3 separate regions of the Gossypium hirsutum genome follow, and all the other regions are linked to region 1. Evidence: chromatin contacts called from public Hi-C data. All regions are on one chromosome and are shown on one strand. The core of a region is the stretch at or near the end of the contact, and the rest is flanking DNA. Distances in the headings are between cores, read along the strand shown. Region 1 holds the start of LOC107888765. Region 2 holds the start of LOC107888771 (protein SAR DEFICIENT 1). Region 3 holds the start of LOC107888768 (transcription factor MYB62).

Region 1 (4,794 bases), core at 925-3,424:
CAGACTAACTTTGAACTTTAAATGCTGAAAGATGAAACTGTTAAATAATAATTAGGTTTGTGGCAACCCATAGCCAAAGATAAAGGTCACGTATCTACTCAAAAGACAATGAAAAAGTAAAACCTATTCTCAATTTCTGTTCATTAATAACTTTTTGGCATAATTTTATGTTTACTTCATGGTTAGGATTTTTTGGGATCTAATGGAATTAGGTTCATACAAATGCAGGTCCTCCAGTAAAAAAACACTCCCTTAGGCTAACAATCTCAATCTCCTGCATTATCTCTATCCTTTTTTTTTCTAGCGTCTCATTTTTAAGTGAATAGACTTGTCTGATGTAGCCAAGTCCATATGTTCAAGAGTAGATTTCAACTCATATTCCACACACGTATCTGTGCTGTGTCATGTCAACAAAGATAAGGATCCCTCTATGAAGCAGGACACTATTGTGGGGTGAAAGTCCCCAAGTGTCGAACATGTGCCCAACGACATGACGGAAGGTTTGCGAGATGATCCAAAATGCCAATCCCCCCACCCCTTTTCAAAACAAATAAAAAAATAAAGAAGACTTAAAATATGAAGCTTACATTAACTAGACATTCACTGGCAGATGCTGGGGCTTCCCAGGCCACCATCATTTCAAATGTAAGGCGTCGAAACTTTTTATCAGCCAGATGACCCATTACTCGTGTAGAAAGAGCAAGAGCCCTGAAACAACAGTATTCCAAAAAATTCCTTGCATGCTGTGACTTCACAGAATCTGATGCCTCGGCATTAAAGCTTTCTAGAAGCTCATTTGAAGAAGTTTCCAGGATTCTGCATCATTTTGTTTTTGTTATCCACAAGGAGACAATGTATTTCAGTCAAACAGAAATGCACATTGTTCCTATTTGCATCTAGGCTGAATTAGAAGCTTATGAACATAATTTAACAAAACAACATTCAATTTAAGGTGCAACTTGCAAAATGAATTTTCGTGGTTATAACAGGCAGGCAGCAATAGCAAAGTAGCAGCAAAAGAAACCTACTTTGAGCAGCGGCGCACAACAATATTAGCAACCGGAGAGAGCTCAGGTATCCAATTCCTTCCAGCAGATGGAGACCTCTGCAGCTCCTCAACTTCCTCTGCAAAGGAGCTTCGCTTGCTAAGTAACCATTTGAATGATCCTTCTCTTATCAAAGCCTCAAGCATATTTCTAGTTTGCTTGTCACCACAATTTCTACCGTTCCCCTCAATGCATACCCACTGAAAATAAATTCCACTGTGAGATTCCTAAAACGCGGAAGCAAGTTCAGATGTCATGATTTCATTAATAAAACTTTTTAAGTTTAGCAATCTTTCAATGCATCAAACTAGCATTAGCAAATCCTAAGTGGTAAACAATCAGCAGCAATTTTAAATGGAAACTAAAATCTTAAAAGGAATCAGAAAGAAAACTCCCCAAGTTATAAATATTAGCTAAGAACTCCAAATCTTCATTAGAAATCCAACTAGGGATAAGTTTAAAAAACTCTCAATCTCCACATCTTTATCTAAGCCCTATACTAAAAATTTATAAATTTTTGGATTTTATTTCCCCAAAACCAACGTACCGAATTCCATTGACTTACTTAAAGAAGGGAAAAAGAAAGAGAAAGCATTTACCTAAAGAAAAATTGAACTGTCAAACCCTTGTACAACCCCAAACATGTGCACTTTGCTGATTCCTGCATTCAAGAACCCTCATCTTAGATTACCTAGTTTGATTAGCCTTCGACCCATTTCTACAAATAGCAAGATTCACAACATTACCTTAAAAACAAGAGTCCTAAAAGAAGTTGGTTATAAAGAAAAATCATTATTGGTTGATGGGTCTCAAAATAAGAGAGGGAGAGTGTAAAATACAGGGGGTTGAGGAAGTAGTGTAAAGGAAGTTTAAAGATCTTCAAACGGTGGTTTTGTGGTGTTGGGCGGTGATCTGAAGAGATGAAATTGAGCTGGTGGGACAACGTGGCAGGGTATATTATTGGCAGGAGGATATGGTGAAGTCAGAGGAGAGGAAAGGATCAGAGATGTGGAAGTTTGGAGCAAGGATCACAATCCTGGTGATGCGGACATGTTCCAGTCGATCCCTACTCTGTTCCTGTCCGGATATACATTCATCCAACCTCCAATTCCAGTCCATTAAGTTAAAATCAATGAGAGCTTTCAAAACATGAGTCCAACTTTATTTCAAACATTCAAAGCCCAAAAACAGCTTCTTACTCTATTAATCATTTTCTTTTCTTTGGCACACTATTTCTGAAAATTTAGTAAATTGTCCTTTTCAAAAAAATTTGAAATAATTTAATTCCTATTAATTTTAAAAATCACAATGATTGACAATTAATTACGAGATTAATATTTTATATCAATTATACATAATTTTGATTGGCGTAATAACAAATTTAGCACATAAAATTTAGGCATTCAGTCAATTTGATCATGATTTAAAAATTTAGGTTGATATCTTTAAAATTAAGATAAAATTAACAGAATGTATAAACATCAAGGAATAAATTTATTAATATATCAATCAATATTATGTAAATTTTAGAAATATATTCTTAGAAAATATTATTAAGAAAACCATATGAAGTATTAGATGAATTGATACATTAAACATAGGAAAAATAATTACATAAAAAAGTAAAATAAATAAAATACGAATAAGTTACTTCTAAAAAATAAAATATTTATATGTCAAAATATACACAATAAAATATAAATTTAGAGTAATGCTTTAAACATATAAAAAAGGCTAATATACTAAAAAAGCCTTTAAATTATTAATCTTGTTTAAACAGGCCTTTATGCTATTTTTGTAGTTAAATAAGCCTCAAATCTATAATTTTTACCCATGAAAGCGCATGATTTTAATATTAAAGTAAAAAAGTATTGAATTTTTATACCAATTTACATTTTATGTCAATATGAATTTGACGAGAATAGTTTATTAAATAAAAATAAAATAATATTTTAAAATTTTTTGAAAGTGCTTATATACATAACACAATCACTCTTTTGAAAAATTTAATTACTTTTTTAAATTTTATGTCAATGTTAAAAATTTATAGAATTTCTTTTATATCAATAAAAAATTAAGATCCTAAAACTAAAAAGAAATACAGAGTAAAATTTATAAGTTAGGAATTTATTTAATTATAAAAATAATATAATGACTTGTTTAAATTAACTGTAATAATTTAAGGGTTTAGTATATTAACCTTTAAAAATAATATATAAATAAAAAAAATCTTTCTTTCAAAACTTTATTCTTCTCTTCTCCTTTCAATTCCCTGTCTCCTATCTTCTCTCCCATAGGTCATAATTAGAAATTATCATGACTTGGGCTGAGTTTCAGTAAAATTTTAGGCTCGTTTTCTAGGTTTGAGCTTAACCTGAAAAATAGATTTAAAATTTTACTTAAGCTCAACTCAAATAAAAAAGTTAAAACTCGAGCCCGACCCAATCCGCCCATATTAATTTTTTTATATTATTTTTATATACAAACAAATTTAAAAAATAGAATACATCAAATACACTAAAAACATTAAAATAAATATTTCCCAATTAATTAAAAATAAATTAAAAAATTATTTATATTTAAATAATACTAAGATAGGTGCAACTTAGCAATCAAATACCTTTAAAATAGTAGCAAAATTAACAATAAAATAAGAGTTATACAATATACAAATAATAACAACAAAATAGTGACAATATAATAGTTAAACGACATCAAAACAGTAGCAAAAATAATAGCAAAAAGCAACAGGTTTTTTTTCAAATTCGGTTCAAGCCAGTCTTAGACAAAAACAAAAAAAAACTTTAATCAAGGCTTGACTCGTTTAGAAAATGGGTCTCATTTTTTTATTCAAGTTTATTTTTTGAAACTATTTTTTTACTTAAATTCTCTTATTTTTTAGACAAACGTAACCTGACCCAGATCAAATTTAACCATAATTTAAGGTGACCATTAAAAGAAAAAGAAAGGGGAAGTAAAACAGACAACTGTCATAATTTGAAGGCAACATATCTACAATATCTATGTTATAGGTTTTTTGGCAGAATGAAGTTGAATACAAAAAGCTTCTTCAAAATAATTAATAAAGCTTAAAAATAAGTACTTAACCAAGTTTTGCATTCTGATTTTAAAAACAAGAAAAGAAATGAAAAAGGAAAGGACCGTTCTTCATTATTTTATACAACCTTTTCTCTACTCATCTGTTGATGTATAAATTATTAAAAATATTATGTTAAACAAGATATTAAGAACTTTAAAAATATTAACTAACAGTAAATTTTTATTTAAATTTAATATTATTTAATTTATTTTAATATTAAAAAAATAAATTAATCTATTTAATAATAATAAAATAATTTAGTTAGATCTCTATAACAGAAAAACTCTTAAGTACATTCGCCTATTAAAAAACGAGTATGTTTCTGTGAACATTTTTTTCTTAATTTCTGTTTTATATATTTCAAAGATATTTTTTATATTAAAAATTACAAAACAACAAATATATAAATATTAAAATTTAATGTTACATACACTAAACAAAAACATTTTTTTTAAACCCATGAAAATGAGTGTATTTCAATTTAAGATTATTTTATGCTTCTTTTTGTTTTCCCTACCTCAAGTAAAAGCATCGAAAAACATTAAGAATATTTACAGTATGTTTAGTTCGTTGGAATGAAATAAAATTATAATTTAATGTTAATACATGCGATAAAAAAAGTAATAGAATAAAATAAGTATAACAAGG
Region 2 (4,794 bases), core at 1,504-4,003, 460 kb after region 1:
TGGTTGGGTGAGTATCAGGCGGTGAAGGGCAAACATCATGACAACAAGTGTAGACAAATCCCTATCATCGAAAACACCAAGTTACTGATATGTGTAAGGCTTTGCGACTATTCTAAGGAAGCCTTTGTAACTGTTCTATAAGCTTTTGTGGTTGTTAGCTGATATGTAAACCTTTGTGAAGTAACTTAATATATGTGAGCTTCGGTGACTAATCTATTATGTGCGAGCCCTAGTGGTGAGAACTTATGATATGTGAGCCTTTATGGCTGAATCTCTGATATATGAGCCTTTATGGCTGAATCTCTGATATGTGAGCCCGTCTAGCGAAGATTGTTTGAATGCAAGTTGGTGTCTTAATAGTTGTTCCTGTTACATGTGTGCCCTTGTGGCGAAGATTGTTTGAATGCAGGTGGGTGTCTTAATGGCTATCTGATGATGCATGGTGCCCTTGTGGCTATATGTTGATCGAGTGTGTGTCTGCAACTTCTAGAGACAATGACAGATATCTGAAGTGAAGTGTACGCCTTAATAGCGCAGTCCGTGGTTTGATCTCGGGACAAAGATGTAATGGCAACGCCAAGATGGCAGACTCTGAAGGGAAGAGTGAGTTATTTGAACAAGCCTGTAAGTAAGTTGAATGACGCCAACTGAGGTAAGAATGATTATTGAATATGAAAGAGTATCATGTAAGTAAAAGCATAATACTTGTACTGCTTTGAATTTGATGAGTGCTTGTCTGATTCTGTTAAGTGTGATATGATATATTGTTATGATATGTATGAATGAATGTCGTGATGTTGTATGCTTATTATATGTATATATTGATGAATGTGTGTATGATGATGCCTCACTAAGTTCTTGTGAACTTATCACGGATGCCTCTGATTGTAGGATCTGTTAGAACGAAGGGAGATAAGAGATGATACCAAGGCTACACCATGGAAACGGTGATACGTGCTGATATGCATATAGAGAAGACTAAAGGAAATATTATGATAGAAGTGCAATCTACGCTTATGGAAAGGCTGAGAGAACTTTATGAATATTATTAGCCATAATGTATAAATGTAAGAAAAGCCTTAGGGCAAAGTAAAGTCTTGGCATAGCATAAACTGTTATTGTAGGCTGATAGGAGAACAATAGATTTTATTCATGATTGTAAACATAAATATTACACTATACAAAAAGTTATAAGATAATAATACATGAGGTAATTTAGCTAGAAAGAAAACTTAGAAAATTTTATTAAGTCGTCAATCGTCTAGTACTTATGCGAGTAGGAAAATCTAGGTTGTGTCCGACTTATGAAGTAACATGCACTACTCAGATTCGATGGCTTGGGTCGGGTGGAGGGCATTACAGCTATATTGCAAACCGAATTGGAAGATCACGACTCGACCTTTCGAGAGAACACGTGTTCAATTTTACAATGACATTATGGTGAATACGAATATGAAAACGATGGATATGAGATTTTGATTTTGAAAATGTAGGTCCGAGGTTAGCACAATGATAGGTCACAAGTAAACTAACATGATTATGAGAGGTGAGTATAAGTTGGTGGTATGTATCCACCTGGGTACTATGGGTGTTATGTTTAAAATGGTGAAGTGTTGCCGTCAGAAATTGCGGCTGATGAATCGATGTATTGTGTTTGTAAGACTAAGACTTATGAAATTATCTGTAATTCTCATGAGTACTGTTGCTTGTAGATTATCTGTGTTCTTGTATTCGTTTTGTGGCTATTGGAACTTACTAAGTTCAAATGAACTTACTTCATTACTTTTCTTTCTCAAGCATTTTGTTCTAGAAAAAGATCACTAGAAGGGGACTACACCAGAAGTCCGTCTGCGAGTGAGCCATTTGTCTATTTTTGTATCATGCATGACTATGTGATGAACAATGTATACACATGTTTTCTAATTAACCTTTGCAATTAACTACGTCGTTTGTATCGTTTTATCTTAAAAGAGATTTGCTCCTTTGAAGGTGTACACTGAACCCTCTTGAATTGCTAATCATAAATTTTATGATTTTGATATAACCGCAATAACTAGGCAGTAGTTGAAAATAGATTTTTCTTTTATAATTTTTATTATATTCTCTGAAAATGCGTTATCTAATGAAAGAAGAAAATTAGTTTTTACGCTAAGGAAAATCTTCATAATTTTTTTTTCCAAATTTTTAAGTTAAATGGTTTGAATCCATTAATAATGCCTCAGTTTGTCAGGCAATCTATCTAGTTGATTGATACAACCCAACAATAAACATGTAGTTGAAAATTTTTTAAAACCAGAACTCGGCCGGTCACGTTGAAATGTACCGTAATCCCAAGCAAAAAAGGATGATTATATAATTGCAAGCAGGACAGTTTTACTTGAAGAATGACACAAATATAATAACTAAAATAATGCAAAAAAAGAAAACCGTTGAATTATCAAAAAAGAGAAAAGAAAAGATTTGATGACTAAGGCAAGGGCCTACACAAAAGCAGACACTTCTAAGAAATGAGGCATTTGTGGACTTGGTGATCTTTTCCCAAACTATTTTCCCTCTTAAAAGTAGTCTAAACAAAATAATATTATTTTATATATCTCTATTCATTTGTCACAAACCTTTGTTTTTTTTCTTTTTATCAACATAATCCAAGTTCTACTTGTATTAACCGTTGGATCAACATCTAAGGGCATAGATATGATTGGAGATGTCGTTTTAACTCATTTTTATATATCAATGTAATAATAAATAGAAATAGTTGACTTAAAAGCAGAGTTAGATGTCCAAAAGTCATAACATGAGACAAATACCTTGGTTGCTCCGGGGCTGTTACTCAGTTGTTTCCACCAACATTCCAAGAACCTTCTTTTTATTATTATTGACATGTATTTATATTCTCAAAATCCCTATCTTTTTCTTTAGTTATGATCTGTTAGGTTTTTTTTTGTGTGTGTGTGTGTGTTTTGGTCCTTGAATCTTTGAAAATGGCGGGCAAACGGCTTCTTAATGAATCTTGTTCCGACACAGATGAGCCAAAGGAGAAACGGATGAGACCTAAACCTTCTTTTGCTTCGTAATGTTTTCAAACCTTCAATAAATGCTCTATTTGTTTTTATTACTACTTTTTGTTGTTTATTTTCTATGCTCAAGCTTTTGCCATTAATGCAAGCACCTCTTGTTTCATCAAAGCTAATTTCCTTTTGCTTTTTAACAGAGTGATTGGGCAAGCGGTTATGGTGAATTACTTGTATACTGCCTTGGAACCTGTCCTTAGAAGAGTGGTATGGTTTCTTTTAATAACCATATCTCCATCCATTTTACTCTCTAAATTTTCACATTCATGCATAAACATTTCCTCATAAAACTAAACTACCCTTACCGGTACGGATTTTTCAGGTGAATGAGGAAGTGGAGCGCAGTATTGGTGACCGGCTCCGATCCTTCACCCGATCTCCGTCGCTACGAATCCAAGCGGCGGAACCCGAACCATCAACCCTTAAACTGATTTTCCCCAAAGCCCTTACCTTGCCCATCTTTACCGGAAGCAAGATCATTGATGAAGAAAGCAACCAACTTCAAGTCGCTTTGGTGGATACAAGGGGTGACCAAAGGGCGCCGGTGCTTCTCCCGAACCCAATTAAGGTTGATATCGTGGTTCTGGACGGCGACTTTCCGTCGGGGGACCGTGACAACTTTACTAGTGAAGAATTTGACAGAAACATCGTGCGGGAGAGGACTGGGAAACGACCCTTGCTCACCGGAGAGTTATCTGTCACAGTGAGAGACGGGGTAGCTTCGATCGGGGATATCGAATTTACCGACAACTCGAGCTGGATTCGGAGTCGGAAATTCCGAATCGGGGCAAAAGTTGCACAAGGGAGTTTCCAAGGTGGTCGCATTCGTGAAGCCATGACTGAAGCTTTTGTTGTTAAAGACCATCGTGGCGAATGTAAGTATCCATTCTTAATGATGCTAATTTTTAAAAGTCAAGTAGCTTAATATCTTGATTAATTTTTATTTATCAACAAGCCAATCCATATAAATGTTTCGTTTTATATTTCCCTCCTTGTGTTACTAGCTCTTGTACTTTGCATCTGACCAACATAAACTATAATATATTATCAATTTGTTGATTTAAAATCTTTTTATTCTCTTTCTTTAATAGATTTGGTTATATAATATAGCTTTAAAATATTGAACTAGCCCATCCTTGCCTTAACCAAACTACACTGCTAGACCAACCCTTTTTTTAATCATTGAATAAAAAAGAAAATTAATTATAAATATTATTTCATATTTCCCATGTTTAAAAAATCTATTTAGGATTTGGGATCTTATGCCTTTATCTGGCCGGCTTTGTCAATTTAATAGAATAAAATAATAATAATAAAGCTATTTATTATTGCAAAATATTTCACTTTTTTTTCTTTTTTGGTATTAATCCATTTGGATAAGGGTATTTCCTTTTCGTGATTTAGAGCCATACAAATCATTTTCAGTCAAAAAGGGCTGCACTACTTTTGCTTTTTTAAGTTTGGTAAAAGGAATAACGTCCTACAAATTAAATTATATATATATTTAATTTAAAAAAGAGATAATTAATTTTGTAAATTGGATTAAAGATTAAAAATTTTCTTTCTATTTTTATTGTTTAAAACTAGCATGATCGACAGAATAACTAAATAATTATATGTGATATGTCATGTACACTTTCATGTTAATATGTATGGATCGGTTTTTAACAATAAAAATAGACATAAATTATTAATAAAAGAATCAATTTACTCTTTGATTTAA
Region 3 (4,794 bases), core at 1,467-3,966, 320 kb after region 1:
AAATCATGTTAGTATATGGATTTGTTTATTTTCATGCACAAGTCTTAGATAAAAGCTATAAAATTTTCTCAGTCAAGCATCCAACTTACCAGCTCAACTCGAAAGTCATTACGATCTTATTTTGTATGTATATTTAGTTTTGTGGTCATATGGCATATAGTTAGATTAGTAGGCTTGTTGCCTACATTAGTGTTTTTTCACTTTTGGTAAGTGCCCCATAATGTTATAATGGTTATATTTTATCTTTTGATTAATAGCTAGTTATGCTTGATTATGTGAGTTTGAATGTCCAAATTGGTTAATTTAGTAACGATGAATTCGAGGTTATGTTTAGGTGATGTTTGAATATATCTAGATAGGTTTATTTGATGATTATGTTTTGTGGTAAGTATAGAATTTTGACTATTGGATCATTAAGTCTCAAGATAAAAAGAACATGTTTCGAGACCGTTTGAATAAATTTCACCCAGTATTACATTCATGAGCCTAATGTCTCGAGGCATATCTATTTAGTCTTGAGACTTGTGGCCTTTGTCTTGAGGCAGAAGAACATCGAAGTTAAAATAACTTTGCCCTATTCCAAGTCTCAAGACCAGAACCCTTTGTCTCGAGACATCCAAATATTAAAGCAAAAATAGGAAAATAAGGGAAGATGGTCTCGAGACCAAGCCTTGAAACATGAAGTTCATTGTCACAAGACATGCTAATATTATAGTTTAATTTATAACTTCTTCATAAATTATATATAATATATACATGCAAATAGATCTCAATTATTAATTTTTAATTTTTTCATAAATTACATTAATGGAAATATATTTACATGAAAATATATCTCAATTCCTACTTGAACGTCCTATTCACATTTCAAAACATCCCGTAATAGCATATTTTTCTTTGGTTCAAATACACAATCGTGATTCCTGCACGAAATACAAATAACATTTTTACCCTAATTAATAATAAACTAAAATAATAATTATAAAAAATAACATTTTTACCCTTAAATTAAAAATAAATTATTAAATGAAAATTTATTATTAAATAATATTTTAATATTATAATAATATGTAATAACATTAAACAAAATAGTTTTAAATAACCTATTTAAATCTTAATAACATATATTAATATCTTAAAAATCATATATTAAAATAATATTTTTACCCTAATTAATAATAATTTTTCATTTTATAATTTATTTTTAATTTGTATTTCTTTAAAAAAATTACATTTTCAGATTTTATGCATATTTTAGTTTATTTTGCGGATCTTGGAACTAAGTTTAGGGGTTAATAATTTTTTCAAAAAAAAATTAGGAGTTTGATGAGAATTTTTAAAAATAATTGGATAAAAATTTCAATAAAAAATCATAATTTTCCAAAATTTCGGAGGCCCCTCTAATCAATTCGCCTCTAGCTATTACATCTTTATTCCATTCAACCAAGCCAAATAATTATTATATCTACTCCATTTTATTACAACCTTCACATAAGACCATTCTATTACAACTTTACTTTATTATAGTAAATTAAATATAACGTAATCTTAGACCAACCAAATAAAATTAATTTCAAATAGTAAAATAGATAAAAATATTTTTTTAATTTTAAAGATGATTTTTTAATTTTGTTATCTGGTTTAAATTTAACTTAAATCGAAAATAACTTTTTAAAAGAAATACAAATTATTTATATATTTAAAATCTGAAAATATCGTAGGATGTTAATTTGATCCACAAATTCGTGATTTTTGAACAGTGGCACATAAGTATGTTGACAAAGTTGGCTAAATTTACAGTCAGAATCAGCTGCTCTGACCAAAAAAAAAAAAAAAAGAAATAGCAGACTTTTCTTGTACATCATATTCCCCATAGCCTTATAACGTAATGTCGAAGATTGATGGCTTTTTTTTCTTAGTGACAAGAACCACACAGGAACTGGCATTGTTGCCATCATAAACTCAGTACACCATAGCTTTTGGTTTGTTTTTGACAACTTAGAAACAAAGGAGAGTAGCATCACGTCACTGTTTCTTTCGGCATTCATTGTATTGCTTTAAGTCTAAATGCCGGCTGTTTTGGCTACCACCCATTTTTACCCACGTTTTTCTCTATGCCTACCCGTCCTATTAATTAAATACTTTGTTCAGTCAATCACGTTTCATGCTTTCCATATTTGAAGCATCTAACGAAGAAAGAAAACCAGGGACTGAATCAAATCCCATTTACACCACAGTACACTTTCATCCAATTAGGTAAATTATTCTTTTCTTTCACTCCTCTATCTTCTCCATTAGTGGCCAAATAAATTATTTTAAACATTAATCGTTAAGCACTTCAATAATTTCCAATCATTCAACATCAAATTGCGTGTGGATATAGGATCTCTCCACTTTTTTCTGTCATATATATATATAATATATGTATGATGGCTAAAGAGAATATGATTAATAGGTGGGATGATGATAAAATTATTATGTATTAAGAGATAGATTATATTATATTTTTTATTAAGAAATAGGTAAATTAATTTATGTAGATTAAATTAAAGAGTAAATTAATTTTTTTGTGTTAAAAATTTCATTCATTTATACTTTTTAAAACTGGTGTAATTGATAAAATAATCAGACAATAACATATAGCATTCATATATACCTTATAATGACATAATGAAACTAATTTTTAAGAGTATAAATAGATTGCATTTTTAAGAGAACAAATAATTTACCTTTGATCAATGTAAAAGAGAGAATTTTATGGCAAGATAGATTAATCGACTTAGGTTTGCCTTTACGACCAAAATTTCAAGCTAGGGGCATCCAATATATTGTCTGTTTTATAGAGAAAAAGTTTACTTAATCCAGCTACTAGTATATATAAATCTTGGCCTTGGTGTGGCGTAGGTAAATTCACTTGCAGTTTGTGTTTTTAGCCTAACAAAAGCATGTCATCCTTTACAAAAGTTAGTTCTAGTACAAGTTGTAGTGAAGAAGATACAGAGCAACTCAGAAGAGGGCCATGGACGCTAGAGGAGGACTCTCTCCTAACTCATTACGTTGCTCGCCATGGTGAAGGTCACTGGAATTTGCTTGCAAAACATGCAGGTAACTTAAACCAGTATGAACTAACATTATTATGTTAAAACAAGGATTAGTTTAATAAGATTTGTTGTGTTGGGTTTAGGGTTAAGGAGAACTGGGAAGAGTTGCAGGTTGAGATGGTTGAATTATCTGAAACCAGATGTGAAGCGTGGGAACCTTACACCAGAAGAACAGTTTTTGATCCTTGAACTCCATTGCAAATGGGGCAACAGGTGGTCCAAGATTGCACAAGAGCTACCAGGGAGAACCGACAATGAGATCAAGAATTACTGGAGAACCCGTGTGCAAAAACAGGCACGTCATCTTAAGATCGATGCTAATAGTGCAGCATTTCGAAATGTTATTAGATGTTTTTGGATGCCAAGATTGCTTCAAATGATGAAAGGGTCGTCAACACTTCCTCAACAAGTAGCAGGGCTGGAGCAGCAAAATTCAGACTCGGAGCAGTGTGCGAGTTCATGTGTTTCTTCTTCAGAATCCATGAATAATAACATGTCGAAAATATCTGAATTTGCAGAGTACCAAACAAGTTCATTCGGCATCACTGATAACAATGAGTACAACACGGTTGCAAAGGATTGCTATTATGTTGATAACAGTAGTTGCTACGGCATGGAAACCATCAACCTGCCATCCACATCAGCAGTTGGGGATTTTATGACTGCCGACTGCCACATGGCGGACAACAATTGGGTTAATGATGGTTTTGCAGATGGGATATGGAGCATGGGAGAACTATGGGAACTTCCATTGAAGTGGAACCTCTGATGTTATTTCTTCATAGTTGATTTTCTGGGTTTATTTGTGTTCAGATTTTTTATTGTCATTCGAGTTTTTGTCCAAATGTTATTACTGCAACTGAGGAATTCAATGTTTGTTAAGTTGTGAAGATAAACTAATTCATTTTTTTCTCTAAATATTTTAGGAGATTATTATTTTTTTCTTGAAAAATTATTATTTTTGGATATACATTATCTTACAGAAGAGATGCTTAACAAATATAGATAGCAACAGGTTGGATCGAGGTAGTTTTTTGCCTGCATCCATATATCCAACATAATCCAAACTCCACTCAATTTGAAATTATATATTAATTTACCTAAAATCAATTCAAAAAAAAAATTAAAATTATACTCAATTCCAACTAACTCGTCCTTATATGCTATAATTTATAATTTTAAAATATTTTTATCAATATAGAATAATAAATTTTAATGATACTATTAATTGATTTTTAGGTATAATTATGTTAAACAAATATTAATATAAATTGAATTATTATTATTATTATTATTATTATTATTATTATTATTATTATTAGATATAAACTTGACCTCAACTCGACTAAGGCCCTCCTTTTCGTTGGGTTTAACTTTTGGTGTCAAAATTATGGTGAAAAAGTTATTTTCCATTGAAACCTAAAAGTTAGAATTTAGTTGCTTTTGACTTTTTGCGTTTGGACGTGAAAATGACTAAAATATCATTATATATATTAATTATTTAAAATGTATAAAAAATAGATCAATTTATATTTGTATATCATTATATTAAATTATTTAAATATAATTTATTATATTTAAGTTTCTAAAATATTTTATGTATCATTAATTTTACAAATAATTTATATTAATTATTTAAAAGGTATTTAAAATTTATACTTCATGTACCATTATATTAAATTATTTAAATATT

What was found. Hi-C and Micro-C count contacts between places; a contact is called where the count stands out from the background.
Region 2: a Hi-C map of leaf shows a contact between it and region 1, with 2.3 times the contacts expected there. The contact joins the promoter of LOC107888771 here to the promoter of LOC107888765 in region 1. A contact is called at or near these places in 8 of 34 Hi-C or Micro-C datasets (callus, hypocotyl and leaf).
Region 3: a contact with region 1 is called in a Hi-C map of leaf, with 3 times the contacts expected there. The contact joins the promoter of LOC107888768 here to the promoter of LOC107888765 in region 1. A contact is called at or near these places in 7 of 34 Hi-C or Micro-C datasets (hypocotyl, leaf and petal).

The regions. Positions count from the first base shown.
Region 1 is chrA09:45,331,169-45,335,962 of Gossypium_hirsutum_v2.1, forward strand. It overlaps LOC107888765, which reads right to left and starts at 2,175. Exons shown (of 11, transcript XM_016812965.2): 1 at 1,793-2,175; 2 at 1,646-1,707; 3 at 1,029-1,246; 4 at 588-816. The coding sequence starts at 1,192.
Region 2 is chrA09:45,793,343-45,798,136 of Gossypium_hirsutum_v2.1, forward strand. It overlaps LOC107888771 (protein SAR DEFICIENT 1), which reads left to right and starts at 2,754. Exons shown (of 7, transcript XM_016812973.2): 1 at 2,754-3,070; 2 at 3,212-3,278; 3 at 3,394-3,946. The coding sequence starts at 2,982.
Region 3 is chrA09:45,655,261-45,660,054 of Gossypium_hirsutum_v2.1, forward strand. It overlaps LOC107888768 (transcription factor MYB62), which reads left to right and starts at 2,717. Exons shown (of 2, transcript XM_016812968.2): 1 at 2,717-3,105; 2 at 3,185-3,977. The coding sequence starts at 2,946. The coding sequence ends at 3,870.